Regions from separate parts of the Mus musculus genome. Here all the other regions are linked to region 2. The links are chromatin contacts, called in public HiChIP or PLAC-seq and Micro-C maps. All regions are on one chromosome and are shown on one strand. The core of a region is the stretch at or near the end of the contact, and the rest is flanking DNA. Distances in the headings are between cores, read along the strand shown.

What was found. A called contact is a pair of places that touch in the nucleus more often than the background predicts. HiChIP or PLAC-seq counts read pairs in DNA pulled down with a chosen protein or histone mark.
Region 1: a Micro-C map of palatal mesenchyme shows a contact between it and region 2, with 1.7 times the contacts expected there. The contact joins two enhancer-like sites. A contact is called at or near these places in 12 of 484 Hi-C or Micro-C datasets (the C2C12 cell line, MC3T3-E1-derived osteoblasts, adipose-derived mesenchymal stem cells and 8 more) and 8 of 115 datasets of contacts at active chromatin or transcription factors (cardiomyocytes, embryonic fibroblasts, embryonic stem cells and 4 more).
Region 3: an H3K27ac HiChIP or PLAC-seq map of embryonic fibroblasts shows a contact between it and region 2, with 22 read pairs. The contact joins two enhancer-like sites. A contact is called at or near these places in 1 of 39 promoter capture datasets (3T3-L1-derived adipocytes), 1 of 15 datasets of contacts at CTCF or cohesin (the NIH/3T3 cell line), 16 of 484 Hi-C or Micro-C datasets (the C2C12 cell line, Sertoli cells, cortical neurons and 8 more) and 3 of 115 datasets of contacts at active chromatin or transcription factors (embryonic fibroblasts and embryonic stem cells).

Annotation. Positions count from the first base shown.
Region 1 is chr10:24,445,010-24,448,928 of GRCm38.p6, reverse strand. The region is part of intron 3 of Gm15270 (predicted gene 15270); the gene reads left to right. Among named protein-coding and RNA genes, the nearest start is that of Gm40615, 14 kb to the left of the region's middle. Within about 2 kb of position 1,623, at least 86 of the 459 cell types and tissues checked have an H3K27ac peak or open chromatin away from gene starts, as enhancers often do. A contact at or near this core is called in fibro-adipogenic progenitors, palatal mesenchyme and uterus, where this site is marked.
Region 2 is chr10:24,571,113-24,575,011 of GRCm38.p6, reverse strand. The region is part of intron 3 of Gm15270 (predicted gene 15270); the gene reads left to right. Among named protein-coding and RNA genes, the nearest start is that of Gm36089, 20 kb to the right of the region's middle. Within about 2 kb of position 1,296, at least 23 of the 459 cell types and tissues checked have an H3K27ac peak or open chromatin away from gene starts, as enhancers often do. A contact at or near this core is called in embryonic fibroblasts, fibro-adipogenic progenitors, palatal mesenchyme and 1 more, where this site is marked.
Region 3 is chr10:24,491,367-24,495,099 of GRCm38.p6, reverse strand. The region is part of intron 3 of Gm15270 (predicted gene 15270); the gene reads left to right. Among named protein-coding and RNA genes, the nearest start is that of Gm40615, 32 kb to the right of the region's middle. Within about 2 kb of position 1,814, at least 82 of the 459 cell types and tissues checked have an H3K27ac peak or open chromatin away from gene starts, as enhancers often do. A contact at or near this core is called in embryonic fibroblasts and uterus, where this site is marked.

The DNA of each region.
Region 1 (3,919 bases), core at 374-2,873, 130 kb after region 2:
TTAAAGCACGTGATCAAATAAGGCTAGAGTTACCAGTCTTGGGAATTTAACGTGACTTGGGCAACCTGCATCTTCATTTCATAGATGAGGCTTCTGAAACCTCACTGTAGACTGACCCTCCCAGTTGGAGAATACACAGGCTTAGTTAAAGGAATACACACTGGCTTTAAATCCCACTCAAGTGCTTTTAAGAACAGGAGACCAACACAAGGACAGGTAATTTTTCTGAAACAGAGGGATAACATGTAAAAAAAAATTGTCAGAATTTGTCTTGAAGCAAAGCAGATTTCTACTGGTGGGCACCAACAGCTTCCTTTCTTGAGAACTATGGCGACTGATCAATGTCTTCATCTGCCAGAAGCTGCCTGCGATGGCCCGGTTCTTCTTGGCCAGCCCTTCTTGGCCTGAATCTGCCTTCTTTTCCTGTGGAAATAAAATATACAAGCAGGAGAAAGGACATATTTGGTAATGTTACGCTCTTCAGCTTCCTCCTTGGGGCCGCCTCAGCTGCAAAATGTCAAGGGAAAAAATATCCCTCCAACTTGGAATGAATTCCAGACAGACCCTGATGCCTGCAAAGTTGTCAGAGGGAGCCAAGTGCGGGGAAGCCAAACATGAAGAAGGTTCACTATTCGACTTCAAGAGACGTTCAAATAATCAGACACTCTGGTATTTATGATTTCCCCCCTTTCAGATGGTCTGCAGCTCAAAAAGTTCCCCTCCCTTTCCCACTGATTCTAAGCTTCCTTTTACATGAAACCACAACGGTTATAAAAAGATCCTCCCATTACTTGGAAGCCGCAAGCACTCCAGGAGACTCTGTTCATACAGGCTCTTTAGGGCTGGAGAGCAGCCCCTCCTGATTAGTTTGGGGATGGCAGGCCAGGAAGTCAGACACACTTCACCTTGCTGATGCCACTGGGGTCCTCATCTGGCTCGTGTGTCTGTGCCAAAGTTTGCCGCTGCTCACAGCATTAACTGTGAAGATCTTTACTGAAAAGTACTTGATCCTTCCCACTGGCCTTCCGTTTCACAAGGAGGTGTGGGCTTACCATTGTACCAACCATCCCAGTTGGAGAATACACCTTCGGGGCTGTTCCCAAGGTTCAGTTTGGGGAGAACTTTCTCCTGGCACTCGCTGCCCTTTCTCTTTTCATCCATTGCCACATGCTGGCAGAAAAGAAAGGAAGCTGAATTTGTGATCCAAACTTTATTAAATAGCCGCATACACATTCCCTCCCATTCCTTGGTCTTCATTTCTAAACGCCACAGTGTTTGTTTGTCCTTGGTCACCCTACGTCCTTATTTGGGTTCTTCAAGAAGCTCAAAAGCGTCCAAGGATCCGTTTTAGCAACCGGTGGAAGTGTCCACATGAGGGATGGGATGTTCTGTCTTCTCCTGTGGTCTCCATGAATGAGGGTCTTTTTTCTCGTTTCCTGCAGTGCCCAGAGTCTCTCTGTGGGTTTTGCTCCTCAACAGTCTCCAGTTTGTGCTAGTTCCATGGTGATCAGGCGTTAGGTCATAAACATTAGATGTGGCATCACTGAGTGAGTCAGGGAGGTGGAAGCCGGCTGGAAAAGCAGCTGAGAGCCTCTGTTGACAGATGGATGCTTTCCTAATCACAGGCTGCAGGATAGGGGAACCTCGCCCTGCCCAGTTCTGACACTGATTCACAGACCTGGACAGACCGTTCTGCAGGAGGCTGGGAAAGCCCATCTCAGGGCTCAATGATTTTTCCCTTCCACACCTCTCACTGGATAGCTATGCCTCGAAGAAGAGGTCAAAGTGAACACAGAGAGAGGTCTTTCTCAGGAGTTTCTGAGTGCTTGCACTTTTTAAAATCTTGTCTGTTCTTTCTGAGACAAACATAAACCAAGTTTATGTCCCTAACCCTTGCTTATGGCATAATTATATGGAACACATTTTCTTATAACATAATTGCTGTTATAAAGTTGCTGTTTAATGTCTCTAAGAAGAGATTGCCTTTTGGAAGGAAGAGTGTCCTAGTAGATGATTTTATTGTAGCCACCTCAGCACATCTGCAAGAATTGGTTCTCAGACTCTTCATGAATCAAAAAAATGCATGGTACACTCATTCCTCATGGAATACTTGCATATAACTGGTGTGCATATACTTTTAATAATCTCTTGATCTCTCATAGTATCGATACAATATAAATACCATGTAAATAGGTGTTATCTGGTATATTTTAGGGAGTCGTGGAAAGAAAAAGGTGTCACACTTGTTCAGTATAGACAGATTCTTTTAAATTCCTCCACTTCAGGACTGGTGAACCCTCATGGACTCAGAGCTGTTGACTGTGGAAAGTCACCCTATATCAGTGCTCCTTGTTGCTATTAAGCACGAGGCACTACTGGAATATCAGGTGTTATAGGCACAATTACTCAGGCCCAGGTTTCGTTTTAGAAGAATTAACTTAGGATTTCTAAACTCAGAGAGCACACGTCATGAGTTGTGATAGGATGGGAGGGGACTAGCTCTAAGAGAAACAATGCCCTCTCTTGTGGCCACTATCAAGAAGTGCTCAGTTTTTCTGCCAGCGGGTCAGCCTTTATCTCACAGGCGTGCAAGACCTGAAAGAGAACATTCCACCGGGAGATCAGGTTCTATCACCTCACTGGAATGCAACGTAAAACCACAGACACTTCAGTCCAAGCACATTTACCATGGCTCAGCTTGATAGAAGATAGCGTTTGGATGATCTATCCAGCTTACACTGCCTCTAAGCTGAGGGTGGGATAAAGGAAAATAATTTAAAAACCCAATAGTGAAATTCAAGCAAGCTATCCAGGAAGAGCTTTTGACATCAGGAATAAACAGAAATTGTGAAAAGAATCTATTGAGAAAAGCTGTTGAGCTGGTCCCAGAAGCACTCACCTGAGTGGTCCAGATGTAGTCCTAAGACAGGGACAAAGCTCTATTTTCTTCAAGACTTGAAACTCTATAAGTTATCAAAAGAGTGAGTGTACACTACTCACTGCTGTGAACAGTATTGTCCATTGACTGTCCAAGCAAATTGCTTGTCTCAAAAGCAGGAGAACTTGACTCTAATTGCCAGAACTCATGAGAAATGAAAGGAAACAAACAAAACAAAATGTCCTGCATGCTGGCACAAGCCAGTGCTTGGGAGAAGGAGACACGGGTAGATCCCTGAAGTTGACTGGCAAACCAACTTAGTTTAGCATACCTGGTAGATTTCAGGCCAGTGAAAGACTATTTCTCAAGACAAAAACCCAACAAACCAACAAACCAACCAACAAGTAGGTTTTCCTCTGGCCTCCATATATGTGCACACTCACCAGACTACACATGAACCACCTTTATGAACACACACACACACACACACACACACACACACACACACACACACACTCACACACACTCCTTGTTGGAGCTAACTGAGAAGAACTTTATTCCATTTCTCTTGATCTACCAGAAGCACATGCAGGCATTTGAGAGGTTATTGACCATGGCGGAGAGCAGAGCCCAGGGCACACACAACCACGACTCCCCATTTTCTGTGCCTTCTTTCCCAGGCTTTGCACTGCATGTAAACCTGTTCATGGCAGAGCTCCACTTCTATTTTTTTTGTCACTGCAGACTGAATTCTAGAGATGCTTTTGTAAGAATTTTGTTTACTAAGTGGGGCAGTCCTGAGACAGAAGTATGATGAGCTCAGGGACTGGTGTGGCTAGATATCAGTCTGAAAGAATCGTTTAGACAAAGAGTAAGAGAGGAAATGCTAGGGACATGAGCTCATTTTCTACTCATAAAAGAAGCTAGAAGCTTCCATTTAAGACCCAGCCACTGCGCCTTTTAAACAGACCGGCGCTGGAGGATGGCATGCAACAGCAGCTCCACACAGATCACCACACCACAGAGACGTCTCTGATAGAA
Region 2 (3,899 bases), core at 47-2,546:
AGCCATCGGTTAGTTGATAGTATTGTTCTTACTATGGTGGTGCAATCCCTTTCTGTTCCTTCAGCCCTTCCCCTAACTCTTCCATTGAGGTCCCTGGGCTCAGCCCAATGGTGCTGTGAGTATCTGCATCTGTATTAGTTAGGTGCTGGCAGAGCCTCTAAGGGTACAGCCATACTAGGCTCCTGCCACGAAGCTCTTCTTGACATCAACAATAGTGTCTGAGTTTGGTGTCTGCAGATGGGATGAATCCCTAGGTAGAGTGGTCTCTGGGTGGCCTTTCCTTCAGTCTCTGCTCCATTTTTTGTCCCTTCATTCCCTTTAGACAGAAACAATTCTGGGTTAAAAATTTTGAGCTAGGTGGCTGGACTGAACCACCTAGAGATCCCAGGGAGAAAAACACCAGCCAAATTGCACGCATGGAGGGACCCATGGCTCCAGCTGCATATGTAGCAGAGGAGGGCCTTGTCTGGCATTAATGGGAAGGGAAACCCTTGGTCCTGTGGAGGTCTCTGCTTGTCTTGATCATTCTCCTGGCAGGGGGATGCTAGAAATGGTGAGGCAAGAGTAGGTGAGTGGGTGGAGGAGCACCTCATAGAGGCAAAACGGAGAGGAGATGGGATGGGGAGTTGTGGAGGGGAAACTAAGAAGGGGGATATCATTTGAAATGTAAAGGAATAAAATGATTAATAAATAAGAAAGAAAGAAAGAAAGAAAGAAAGAAAGGAAGGAAGGAAGGAAGTAAGGAAGGAAGGAAGGAAGGAAGCCGTCAGTGCCGTGCTTAACCCACCATTTCAGATCTCCCTTTTGTATCAATGGAGTGATTATTAATTTGTTCTTACTTATTGATACCTAACTTGGCAGAGAGCATGGTCCCCAAGGACCCTGATTATGAAGTGGGGTTATTCCTTTTGGGTCAAAGTGAGCGCCCTTATTGCTCTGCTCAGGGCTGCTGTTTCTGGTACAGGCTGAGGGGGTGCAGGGCTGGATTGGGGAATCCCTGTTTGTGTATTGTTGACAGCAGGGGCTGTGGCTGTCTCTCTTGCATCGTTTTGTGCTGTGTCTGCTCTGTAACAAGGTGGTTACTTCATAAACAAGGCCCTCGGAATGAGAGCAATCACTGTCTTGGATCTCCCTGCTGTCTTGATCATTCTTCTGGAATTTTGCTTATTAAGTTGTTGACTTGAATAACTGGATACTGTATTCTGGCTTGCTATAAATGTTCCTGTATTAGATTAAATGTGACCAGTCTCAGTTTCTGCTCTTTCTCTGTAACCAGAAAAGAGCCTCATTATTCACCACGTTCTTTACTCTCCAGTACTGCAGCTCAGATCAGAACAGGGGTCTTTTTTCTCTCATTCCAAGACTGCAGAGAGCAGCGCCAAGGAGAAACTGTTTACGGATGACTGAGTGATTGGGTCAAGCATAAGGAAGTTGATGGTATTTGAGTTTTTAACTTTATGTCAAAAACAAAAAGCAATAAGAAAAACAAACTCCCTCAGGTTAAACTTAATGGGTTGTCTGTTCTTTTTAAAGAAAGTGTTTGAAATGCCTACAAATCAGTATAGTTCTCCACAGACATTTTCATTTCTCTGTGGTCTCCAGGATAAAGAGTAACTTCTGTCTATAATGAATGTGTGTGAGAGAGTGTACGGTGTGTGTGTGTTTGCATGTCAATATCTGTGTGTGGGTGTGTGATATGTATATGTTTGTGTGTATATGTGTGTGGTATGTGTGTGAGTGTATGATATGCATGTGCGCATATGTGTGTATGGTGTATGTGTGTGTATGGTATGCCTTGTGTGTGTATGTGTTTGTGAGTGTGTATGTATGTGTGTGTGTGGTGTGTTTGTATGTGAGAGGGTATGTGTCTATCTGGTTTGTGTATATTTTGTGTATGTGTGTGTGGTATGTGTGTATGTAGGTATATGTGTGTCTGAGTGTGTATATGTGTGTCTGAATGTGCCTGTGTATATATGTGTTTCTGTGTGTGGTGTGTATGTGTATGTGTGTGCCTGCTTGCAAGTGTGTTTCCTGCCTGCATGGCTTGCCTTACAAAACATTTTGCTTTTCTAGTTCCCATTATTATGTGAGTATGCGAAGGATAATTTATTTCATATTATTTAAAACCTTCTGAATATTATTAGCATGAGAGGAAACCATGAAAATTATGGGTTCCTGCCTCAGTATTTTAACAAATATTTACTGAGAGCCAACAAAAACAATATTTACCGCATGACTGGAAAACAAAAGTCCACAGTCCTTCCCTCCCTGGAATTTATTGTTTATGGTCTGTATTGTTTATATCAGTGAGCTCTGCAAGTGTCAACTACAGCTTGTGTGGGGCTGAGAAGGCGAGTGAGCAATAGAATAAGAATTAGGGGAGTGGATCAGGTTGGGGAGTGGGGTGTGGGGGTTGGAGATGCTCCTCCTGTATAACCAAGCAGCCAAGGTTAAGTGTGGCTGTTACCTGGTGAAAGGGACCATTGCAGGGGACATGAAGCAGTGTGGTTCAGCCCAGTTGCATGAGTGTTTATAGAATGCCTACCATACACCAGGCACTGTGCCTGGGACTCTGGAAATAAAGATGAAACAACGCATAGTTTGCCTCTGGGAAATAACTCATTCTAAGGGGCTCATTGTTGTATAATTGATGAATTTGGAGAACCCTCTATGTACTTATTTGGCTCTTCATGAACTTATTTCTCTTCTGAGTAATTTGACTCCTGTCCAAGAATTACCTCAGTAGGCAAATCTTCATCAAAAGGCCCAGCAGCTTTTTTTCTCTGTATGTTCAAGGCCTGACAAACACAGCCATAGTTTTCAGCTTCAAGTTCAACAGTGCTACCCTAGGCTTTCCCACCCATTGAATGTGTTCCCAACAGCATGCCACATGCCTTTTCAGTCTGCCAACAGTCTGGAAGAAGGAAAGCTTGATTGTCATCAAATAGCAGCTGCAGTATTACTTTTTAAAAAAGACCCATCAACTAAAATTTGAAGCTACTCATAAAAGCAAATTGTAAGACATGTATTTGTGCTTGATTAACGTTTTCATAGGAAGCATGCCTCAGGCCCTGAGTATAATGTAGAAGTAGTGTTCATATGGAGTATTAATGTATAAAGCCTAGAGTGAGAGCTGTGGCAAAAAGGTGGTGGCTGGAGCAGCAGGGGAAGAACACACCAGCATAACTGAAGGCGGTCCTCATTCACCCTGCCCATCCAAAGCACGATCCAGAATTACCCTCTATGAAGGCCAAGGCTCTTCCGTAACATCCTGGAGGTTCTCTATTACCCTAGAAATACAGTCACAATCATAGTGGAACATAGGTTGTGATCCATAGGTTGTGAGCCAGTTCTGAGTGACACACACTCCTACTCTTTTAGCTTATTGTACCAACCAACAGGTTTCTTGGCTTCCAGGAATACCATTAGTCAGTTTGGCTGGCTCCTTGGCTAACAAGCATCCACAAAGAGATGGGTCAGGAGGTCAGCGACACGAAGGTTACGTCTCAGTCCTGTCTCATGTCATTATCCTGTTCCTTTCTGCTCTTCATCTCAACAAGTCACATAGTTTTTTTGTGTCACTACATAGCTGGCCTTCCATGTTCATAGGTACTGCAGCCAGACTCAACCAGTAAGGGCTAGAAAACACTAAAGGGAAAATACATCTGCATTTAGGGCACCATTACTTTTCTCTAGTGAGTGTCCTTTTTTTTTTCTCTCTAGTGAGTTTCTCTAGTGAGTGGACTTTGGTTTTGATTTCTTCTCTGATTAAAAAAATAATCCTTAACTGCTTGACCACAACCATAAACAAACAAGCAAGCAAGCAAACAAACAGTGTCTTTACTGAACATGTTCAGACTTGAAAAAAAACATATCATTATTCCCTGCACAGTAGTCCA
Region 3 (3,733 bases), core at 565-3,064, 80 kb after region 2:
AACAAAAGATAACCTAATGGTTAATGGCTCACGTGGATTCTGTGTAGACTTCTAACAACACTCTAATGGGTGCAGGAATAAAAGCTCACTGCTCAGCATGGGCAGCGTGCTTCCTTTCTGTGGTCCTCATTCTCTTATCCAGTCTTCCTAGATGCTTTCTTTTCCTTAGGCCACAGCAAGCCATGCTGCATAGGAACCATCACTGACTGGCTTCAAAAATGGCTCTCTCTACCTCTCAATTCTGTATTCCCTTTAATATTATTTAAAGCACACTATTTAGCCCTGTCTTGGTTGTGTGTGCCTTGCATGCCCTTTAAAAAATACCTGCTTTCCCAACATGTTAAGTTTTTTATCATACTCTCGTGTATTTCTGAGTTTTATTGTATGCTTCTATAGTAGCTTAGCTATATATGTACTACACACATCTAAATCAATCGACTTATAAATGCTGAGGGAGCAGGTTTGACCCCTGATCTGTGTTAGAGCTTCCCTAGAAGTTCTGGCTCACAGAATAAGGAATAGGCTAGCAGCTCCATTGACTTGCATGCTTCGTACTCTATTTCTAAGCTCAGTACCAGAGGCGCAGCACGTGCTTGAATAATGTCAACTACTATTATTCATTCAATGACAGGATATATTATATTCTATAGCATATTATGGGCATTATTAAATTACTGTCTGCCTTTAAAAAATTATGGTGGGCTAGGAGTGAAGAAGGTTAGAGAAACGTATTATTAATAATGATGCCCTCTTCTGCATCACTGATGAACATATTTCCATTGGTTGTAAAGAGGACCCTCTACAGCAACTGTTATCTATCCTGTTGAGTGCAGAAGTGTTCCACACCATACCGAAAAGGCTCACTGCATTGATAGAAGCTTTGAGATAATTCTGCTCAAGGCCTTTGGAAAACTGCCAGAGCCTTCTGAGGTCATTGCAGGCCTCTTGTCTTCCTCTGCTATGCACCGAGGCAGGAAATGTTTTCTCCGTCTGAAGGGAGCAGCGTGAGGGGCCTGTGAGGAATGCACACAGGGCAACATGCTATCTGCTCTCTCCAGCTGTTTACCATGATCTTTTTCATTTTTCATGGGGACATCTAGTTCTTTTGGATGCTAACTCCGGTTTTACACATAAGACAAAACAAATACTTCCCGTTGGCCTTCAGAGGGCAACTTCACTGAAGGCTTAGCTTTTATGTCCTTCAGAAGAGGAAGAAACAAGATTTGAAGGAGTACTTCCACTTCTCAGACTATCCCATAATCAGCTGATAACGCTATAAAAACAAAAACAAAAGCAAAACAATTTCAAAAAATGTTATTTTTAAATCTTGAAAACAGTGAAGTCAATCAGCATAACGTTCTCATCTTGCATTGCTTTTTATTTTATGAACACGAGTGGTCTCTGCCCCTAACCAAGGTCATTTGAGAACAATAGTACCTTAGTCATTGACATTTTTGAGGTCCTGTTTTGAAGGGTTTGTTCTGAGCGGCTGTAGTCTGACCTGAGTCACTGTGCTGTGTGCCAGGGAGGCTAAAGACCTGGCCAGTTTCCAGAGGGGCTGCTATTGTAGCAAATCTCCAGGTTAAACATGCAGCTAGCACTGGGCATGCAGGGCTTTTTCTGGGATTTACTCCCTGAACAGAGACAGGTTTTAACCTTTAAACGATCAAGGGCTTAGGTTAAATTTGGGCAGAATTTGTCTGTGACCACCCTGGAGAAAGGAATGAAGATTTAAAGGGAAGGCGGCGATGTAGGCTCAGGTCAAAGTCTCCTTTCCCTAGACATTGTGTGAATCATCTAAGATGCTTGAGTCCTTTGGCGCTTAGGTTTCTTGTGTATTAAATGTAATAACTGTGTTGTTAGGAGGATGAAAAGAACTGAGATATATTATGTGGTCTGCTCTAGATGGCCTATTTCCTTTCTCACCTCCTTTGTTTGAAAATTTATCAATAAATCCTCTAGCTAAACCACAGACAGACTTCCCCCTATCTGAAAGAAATGCATGTCATTGATATTTTTGATACTTTTTTTTTTTTAAGAAATAGCAGCAAGAACTGTACTACACGCTGATCAGAAAATAGTTCTTTTCTGCTATCCTGGTGTTACAGGGAACACTCCTGTAGAGAGACAAGCAGAAAACACATTTGAGGAAGGTAGAGCCAAGAGTTTATAGTTTTGTCATCAGCCAGGCTGGGTGACAGTAGGTTTAGTTACCACAGGCTTATTGAGAGCAATTTTTCATGTTCTAAATCACATTTCTAAGCAATGGTAATTTCTTATTGCTCGGTGTCTGATCTGGTGGGGATCAGATATAGACCTTCCTGGAGGCAGAGTAATTTTTCGTAACTCTTTTTTTTTTTTTTTTTTTTTGAGACAGGGTTTCTCTGTATAGCCCTACCTGTCCTGGAACTCACTTTGTAGACCAGGCTGGCCTCGAACTCAGAAATCCGCCTGCCTCTGCCTCCCGAGTGCTGGGATTAAAGGTGTGAGCTACCATGCCCGGCTCATTTTTCGTAACTCTTGAGTGGTGCACTTTGTAAAACTATGACTGTGCTGTGTAAAACTATGGATGTTAAGATTAAGGGACAAAAACAAATGGAGGTTTGTGGGGAAAGCAAGAGCACAGTGTATGTTGGTTATTTAAACAGGCAGTTCATGGAAGATCTCAAAGTGACCACTTGAAAGCAAGATCAAATATTAGTTATAAAAAAAACCTGTTCCAATGGTAATCAATTATTTTCCTGACTGTTCATAACTATCCTGCAATCTGTTGGAAATGAATTCCCCATGAGTTCTGCATTTTACAAACAGATCTTAACATTTCCAGAACTTACTGATTTGGGATATAAGTGTTTTCTGCACCCACTTGACCGTTTCTCTAAGTGTTAAGACATCTTTGGAAGCCATTCTGTCTGCTTCCAGTTTTCCTCTCACGCCCCAAGAAGGCAGAGCTTCCACAGGTCTCCCTGTACAGGCCATGCTCCTGTTCTGAGACAGGCATGAGTCACAGCTATGACATTTATCCCCTTTCCTTTAAAGTGACTAAAGTATACAAACTCTAGGTCAGACCATTGCAGTTGTGATTGCCACACATGCATAGAACCATGTGGTTTTCTAACTGTAACTTAAAGGCTACATAGGGCAAATTAAGTCTTGGAAGTAGCCATGCTATGCTACCATGAGGGAATGGAACACAGCCTCATGATTGAGGAATACCAAGACGTTACTTTATTGAAAGAGCAATAATGCTATGGGGGATGGAATGGTTCAGAAAAAAGCAGGGACCAGGAAGAAGATACATGGAAACTGTAGAGACTACACAAGAGGTCCCCAAGGGAAGACTCTTGCTGTAGTTAGAGGATAGCAAAGAGTTGAATTCATAAAGGAGATACATAAAAACAATGGTGGAAGTCACTATCATCACCATTTCTGGTTGCAGTTTCTAACTACAACTGATCATATTAAAAAAAAAAAAAAGAAAAGAAAACCTAATCTTAATGCCGCAGTGATTTTAGTTGGAAAAGACAAGACAGAAACTCATTAACTATTGTGACAGGCGCTGTAGGCTTTCTTATAAATCCCATCAATGTGAATCTTCACACAGTGGAAGAGAAGGGTAGCCCACTCTGCAGTGCAAGCATGTATTCCTATGTGAGAGCTGTATCTGTGGCTGATATTCTTGCGCATCTTTTGTGAGCTGCTGTATTTTCTGAAGAACTCTATTCTTTATTCA